Regions from separate parts of the Anas platyrhynchos genome. Here region 1 is linked to region 2. The links are chromatin contacts, called in public Hi-C maps. All regions are on one chromosome and are shown on one strand. The core of a region is the stretch at or near the end of the contact, and the rest is flanking DNA. Distances in the headings are between cores, read along the strand shown.

Region 1 (3,079 bases), core at 309-2,808, 310 kb after region 2:
TTCTCTAAGGAAAAAGGAATATTAAAGATATTTTTCCCCTTCTGACAACATAGAGAAGAGTGATACGTGCATTCTACGCTGCTCAGTCATCAGAATGCCTGAAAAAGCAAATGAAAGGGAATTCTTAAATCCCCAGTGACAAAAATTAAATTAGATCTAAAGGTTTTCAGCACTCAAAACTGTTATTTAGTTAACACGTGACAACTGTTGAAATGTGATAGGATTACTGATTTGTCATGAATAAAAAACAAAATTAAAAAATCCTACTGATTGGTATCTATTAATTGCCATCTTCCCCTACATTTAGTGGTGGAACTGAAGCTCAAAGATAAAATTCAGACCTCCCAATTTTCACTTGCAGAAGATGTCCGAGATGCTCTTTGTCTTGCAAGAGCATTCAATTTTGCCACCACTTTCTGTTTCCTGCTAGTAGAAACATTTTCCGTAGGGCAGGTTTTATCAGGCTGCTGTTCTTGGGAACTCTCATCTTCATTAATTATACAGTGGCGTTTGGCAAAAACTTTCCTAACAAGGATATCACTGTCCTCGCTTTCATCGCTGTCGTGCAGTACCGAGCTGTTCAACCTCTTACGCTTCCCAGGCACAACACATTCATCATCTGTTATTTCCCCGCTGTGGATTTTCTCTTCCTGATCCAAAAAGCCATTCTTCAGAACAGCTTCATCTTTTTCGCCCACTCCATCCTCTGACACGGTGGATTCCGTGGACTCTTCCTCCTCGGAGGTAAGCGAGGATTCGTCATCGCTGTCAAACAGCAGGCGCTCCCTCTTGGTGCGCCTCCAGTCCACGCGGGATTTGGCTGACAGCTCCGTCCCGGCCGTCTTGTTTCTTGTTTCGTACCTCCTGACACCTGCTGCGGCCTCCATCGGGAAGCTGTGACAACACACCACGATACACACCGGTGAGACAACGGACCTGTTACCTTATCCCAAAGGATGAGGGCGATCTGGCACATTTTACCATGTAAAATTATAGTATTTAACGAGACCATTAGTGAGACACGGAGAAAACATCACCACACCACACTCAGGACTTCTGAGGAGCGCACACCTTCCTCAAAACACACACAGGAGCACAAATACCCCCACCCAGCCCGAAAAAATTGAAAAAACCTTTAAGTATACCCCCCCTCCCACACTGGCCGAGGCAGAGTGCTCGGACCTGCCACCTCAGGCCTCCCCCGGTGTCCCCACCGGGCCCTGTCCCCCCCCCAGTGGGGCTGGGGCGCCCCAACGGGAGCCGGGTCGGGCCCAACGGGGCCCATCCCTCTCCCCCCGCCGCCACGGCACAGGCCGATGGTCCTCGTCGCGCCCTGTCGCGCCATATCGCGCTATATCGCGGCATGTCGCGCTCTGTCGCGGCCCGACCCCACCGGTAGTTACCGGGAGCGGTTCCCGCGCCTCAGTGCGCGCGCGGGCGGCCGAAGGGAGGTCACCGCCCACACCCCGCGCTCCGCGCACTCCGATTGGCTGCCGCGGCCTGTCACTCAGCCCCCGGCATGTTTACGGAAGTGCTGGCAGGTCATGGGGGAGGCGGGGCTGTCACGTGGTTTGCCCAGGGTTCGCAGGTTGGAGAGTCGGAGGCCGCGGGTTCGAGTCCTGCCCCCGCCCTCAGGTCCCTGCCTAGCAGGCGGGGTTAGCACCGGGATATGGTGGCTCGGTTGTGATCGCGGTTCAGCTCGGTGCATTTGTGTTTCTGAGGCTCTGTGGGCTTGCTAGGCGTGGGGCAAGAGGGATTCTGGCGGCCACTGGTAGCTGCAGGTCGTAGAATCATTCATATAGAATCACAAAATGCTTGGACTGGAAGGGACCTTAAAGCCCACCCAGTTCCACCCCCCTGCCACGGGCAGGGACACCTCCCACCAGCCCAGGTTGCCCAAAGCCCCATCCAGCCTGGCCTTGAGCACCTCCAGGGATGGGGCACCCACAGCTTCTCTGGGCAGCCTGGGCCAGGGCCTCACCGCCCTTACAACAATAAAGCATTTCTTCCTAGTGTCTAATCTGAACATACCCTCTTTTAGTTAAGAGCCATTCCCCCATGTCCTCTCCCTACACCCCCTGACAAGGAGTCCCTCCCCAGCTTTCCTGTAGCCCCCTTTAGGTACTGGCAGGCCGCTGTAAGGTCTCCCCAGAGCCTTCCCTTCTCCAGGCTGAACAACCCCAACTTGTCAGCCTGTCTTCACAGGAGAGGTGCTCCAGCCCCTCTGATCATCCGTGTGGCCCTTCTCTGGACTTGTTCTAACACTTCCATGTCCTTCTTGTGCTGGGGGCCCCAGAGCTGAACACAGGGCTCCAGGTGGGGTTTCAGGAGAGCAGAGCAGAGGGGGACAACCCCCCCTCTCGACTTCCTCACCACGCTGCTCTTGGTGCAGCCCAGGATAACGGTTGGCCTTATAGGCTGCAAGTGCGCACTGACAGCTGTGTCAAGCTTCTTATCCACCAACACCCCCAAGTCCTTCTTGTCAGGGCTGCTCTCAATCCATTCTCCACCCAGCCTATATTTGTGCTTGGGATTGCCTCAACCCAGATACAGGACCTTGCACCTGGACTCGCTGAACCTCACAAGGTTCACACAGGCCCACCTCTCAGGCCTGTACAGGTCCCTCTGGATGGCATCCCTTCCCTTTAGCACGTCAACCCCACCACAGAGCTTGGTGTCATTGGCAGGTCACTAAGACCTGTACAAAGGCTTCCCTGGGAAAGCAGCTTCTTCGCAGCTGTACACTACTATCTGCTGTTTTGTGAGCAAAACCTGGTAATTTTCACATGTTCTATTCCCAACTGTCGGGGGACATGAGAACAGAGGTTGTTGAAGCTGCAATTATGGGGAGGTTTGGGGTCACCAGGCTGTGACCCACCCACAGCTGAAATCCCAATGGTGCTTGTGCTTTGGAAATCCTCTGCCAGCCAACTGTCCTCCATGGGCTGCCCTGGAAGAAAACAACACTTTATTTGACAACCGTAAATCATAATTTGGGTATGATGCCTGCTGCTCTGTGGTTCCCTTCAGTGAAAAATCAGCAGCTAGGTGACATACAGATGTCCTCCTAGAGCCGGTG
Region 2 (3,043 bases), core at 316-2,815:
TCTTCTAGCCCATGGCTTTGGGCGGTAAAGGAGTGAGATAAACCACGAGTGTTTTAAACTGCAAGTGCCTCAATCATGCCATTCGGTCCTGGCATCTTGCTTTTAACTTGAAACGTGCTTTAATGAGCTATCGATTTTTGGTAGTGGTGCAACTCGCTTTGCACTGACTTGCACAGCTGAGTGAATGTTATTTATTATGTTAATAATGTAAAGAATTTCCTATTCATGGAATGTATGGAAGACCCAGATCATCTGTTTATACAGTTGAAAAACAATAAAGCCAGCTTGCCTGTTGAATGGAGTGTGGGAAAGCTGCGGTTCCTCTGAACTGGCTGAGTGTTTGCAGCAGCGCTGTGCCCCTTCTAGTGTGTGGTCTTGGTGGTGTGAGCAAGCAAACTGCGGGTAAGGTGAGGTCAGTTGTCCACCCTGGTGTAGCCAAACAAGCAGAGATGGCTGTAGGGTCAATGCAGGTCAGACTGAGTCTGGTGGAAGTGATTTGAGTTCAAATTTGAGTTGAATTATCTCTAGGTGATGCACCCTGGTCATCTCCTTGCATCTGAGGCAGAGGAGGTTTTAGCTGTGAGAAGTCAGGAGCTGTCTACTACACCTGGTGCCAGCCTCCTGAACTTCACTGGGGCTGGGGACATGGGCTCTGGGTAGCTGAAATTCTTCCTGGAGGGGCCTGAAATCTGTAGCTGAGGTTATAATCATTGATTTTCCTTGGAAAGGATGGCTGGAGGAAGGCTGGTGTCAGCGTTACCTCAGGCTGTATTAAACAAGCTAGGGCTTAGGAGTATTTCAGGCTCCATAGGTACCTCAGTCACTGTGCACTGCAGAGGTTGGAGTTGATCCTACTGGGAATGGGAGTGTCAGGGGGTAAGCCCTGAGCTGTTGATCCCAAATTATCCTGCTGAAGCTGGACTTAACGTGAGTTCCATGAGGAAATGTGAACATTCCTCTTTCACAGAAGTTCCTGTGCTAAAGCACTATAAATTGCAGAAATAGGTTTTTAATTCTAGGAATGTTTTTGTACCACTATGCAGCCATGTACTGTATCTGTGCTAAAAGTGGTGTGTACAGGGTAAGAGAAACTTGTCCGAAGAGCAGTTGTTTCCCTGTGATTCTAAATTTCAGAGTTGGAGAGCATTTTGCAAACCCCAGCTGCATGAGTAAGGAGGAGTAAGATTTGAATTTGACATGCTAAGGTCAGTGCTATTCTTGTTCACATGCCTACACCTTTTGGTTTTGCTAACCATGGAGCTGAAAAGATGAGCCCAAGAAGAACTTAATCCATTTAGCTATTTTTATTAGTGTCAAAGAAACCAAACAGCCTTCATTTAAAAAAAACAAAGCAACATATACACACAGCCAATTAGCTAATAGACAATAATGCTATGAGCTGTCTTAGAGTGATTGTACATAAGAGCACGTCTGCCCTTCAACCTTAAAGCAAATTCAAGTCCTTCAGAAGCTATTTTGTGGGGGTTCTGTGCACTGTTAAGCCATGAACTCAGCCCACCCTGTACAACCGCAGTAGTGCTACACGAGCTGTTAGTCATTCTGTCAGAAGGTGGCAGTGGATTTCCCTCAGAGTACTGAGATGCTGATTGCAGCAGAGCAGGTAGAAATAGACTGCAGCTGGAAGTCATTCCTTAGGTGGAATGTGGCTTTTGGAAGGCAATTCCTTATCTGTGAGTTGTCCACTCTTCTACCCTCTCAAAAATACTGATCTTGGGAGAAAGGCTAAGAGTAAAAGCATGCTGATGAGCAGATTAAGCAGCAGCCCACACTGTGGGACCCTGTTGTATGAGCAGCACAGGGACCCAGCCCAAGCCATGCATGATTTCCTTCCTTGCAGAGGTGAGAAGCAGCCTGGAGTGAATGAAGATCCTTGCAGATGTGCTGTGACAGTGTCAGCCCTACCACCTACAGCCCCTTATTTCTGTGTCTGAGAAGCAATGGAGCACGTGTGGTTTCACCAAATGTTTTTCATCACTACTTCTAAAATAAAAGTTTGTATTAAAACTGAATTTGTACTTAAGTTTAGTCAGGTGTCACTAATTCTTGAAGGGTGCTATGAGGAAAAAGACTTCAATGCTAGGGCTCAGAAACCAGCTAAGCTGTTTAGTCTACCAGAGTGGTGTGAAGTACCAGTTGCAGTGTAGGCAAAAAGGCTTCTTTGGTTGATACGGTTGCTTCTATTAGTTAAATAACTCAATTTTCTGTTAAATATGCCACTATGAGCCTGCACAGAAGCACAAATGCTGCTAATTACACTTAGCCAAGCAAAATGAAATGACTGCTCCCAGCAGTTTGTGTGCCCCTGGGCATCCCCCCACCTTCCTCCTGCTGTGGCTGAGGCACTGGAGAACAAAGAGCTGCAGGAAGCACCGAGGGAGCCTTGCTCTGCTCCATCCCTCAGGAACAAAGGTGCTTTAATTTATACCCTGGCATGATCCATGTAAACCATGAGCAAAAATCTAGTTGCCAAGATGGAAGTAAACATAGTCCTATAAAGTTAAGTCATGGAGGTTGCTCCTCTACCACTGTTTCTCTGGGTAGAAGATGCCCTTTCTTAAATAAGGCATCATTACATGGCTTCCTAGATCTAGGTCAAAGGAAAAATAACTGGTATGTTCTGGCTTCTAGCACTACTCTTAGTGTGTTGGCAAACCCCCTTGCACTGCTATGCAGGTGTTAGTACCACACTTTCATGACTTCACACAGGTGTATTCAAGGCTCTGACAAAGATTCAAAGCCTTTAGCAAAGGGGAGCTTTTTCAAACTCCTGAGTAGACATTTTTCCTACATAGTACTTCGTTCTAGCGCACAGTCCCTTTTTGAAAGTAAAGTGATTTCCAACACAAGTGAGTTCTGGGTTTCTTTTAAGTGGCAAGTGCAAGTAGCTTGTATCCTCACCTAGCCACTGAGAAGGTTAATTGCATAGGGGGCCTCGGTTGTTCCTCTGTTTTTGCTTAAGCTTCCTCTAGTGCTACAGTACTAATAAATTATCCTGGAGAGAAATAAATAAATAGGTCAGTGT

The links. Hi-C and Micro-C count contacts between places; a contact is called where the count stands out from the background.
Region 1: a Hi-C map of subcutaneous adipose tissue shows a contact between it and region 2, with 6 times the contacts expected there. The contact joins the promoter of CCDC82 here to the enhancer-like site in region 2. A contact is called at or near these places in 2 of 8 Hi-C or Micro-C datasets (small yellow follicle and subcutaneous adipose tissue).

Annotation. Positions count from the first base shown.
Region 1 is chr1:195,308,896-195,311,974 of IASCAAS_PekinDuck_T2T, reverse strand. It overlaps CCDC82 (coiled-coil domain containing 82), which reads right to left and starts at 1,558. Exons shown (of 8, transcript XM_072032766.1): 1 at 1,404-1,558; 2 at 342-894. The coding sequence starts at 887.
Region 2 is chr1:195,622,768-195,625,810 of IASCAAS_PekinDuck_T2T, reverse strand. It overlaps MTMR2 (myotubularin related protein 2), which reads right to left. Exons shown (of 15, transcript XM_005012851.5): 15 at 1,290-3,043. It overlaps CEP57 (centrosomal protein 57), which reads left to right. Exons shown (of 11, transcript XM_027467722.3): 11 at 1-297. Among named protein-coding and RNA genes, the nearest start is that of CEP57, 18 kb to the left of the region's middle. Within about 2 kb of position 1,565, at least 2 of the 8 cell types and tissues checked have an H3K27ac peak or open chromatin away from gene starts, as enhancers often do. A contact at or near this core is called in subcutaneous adipose tissue, where this site is marked.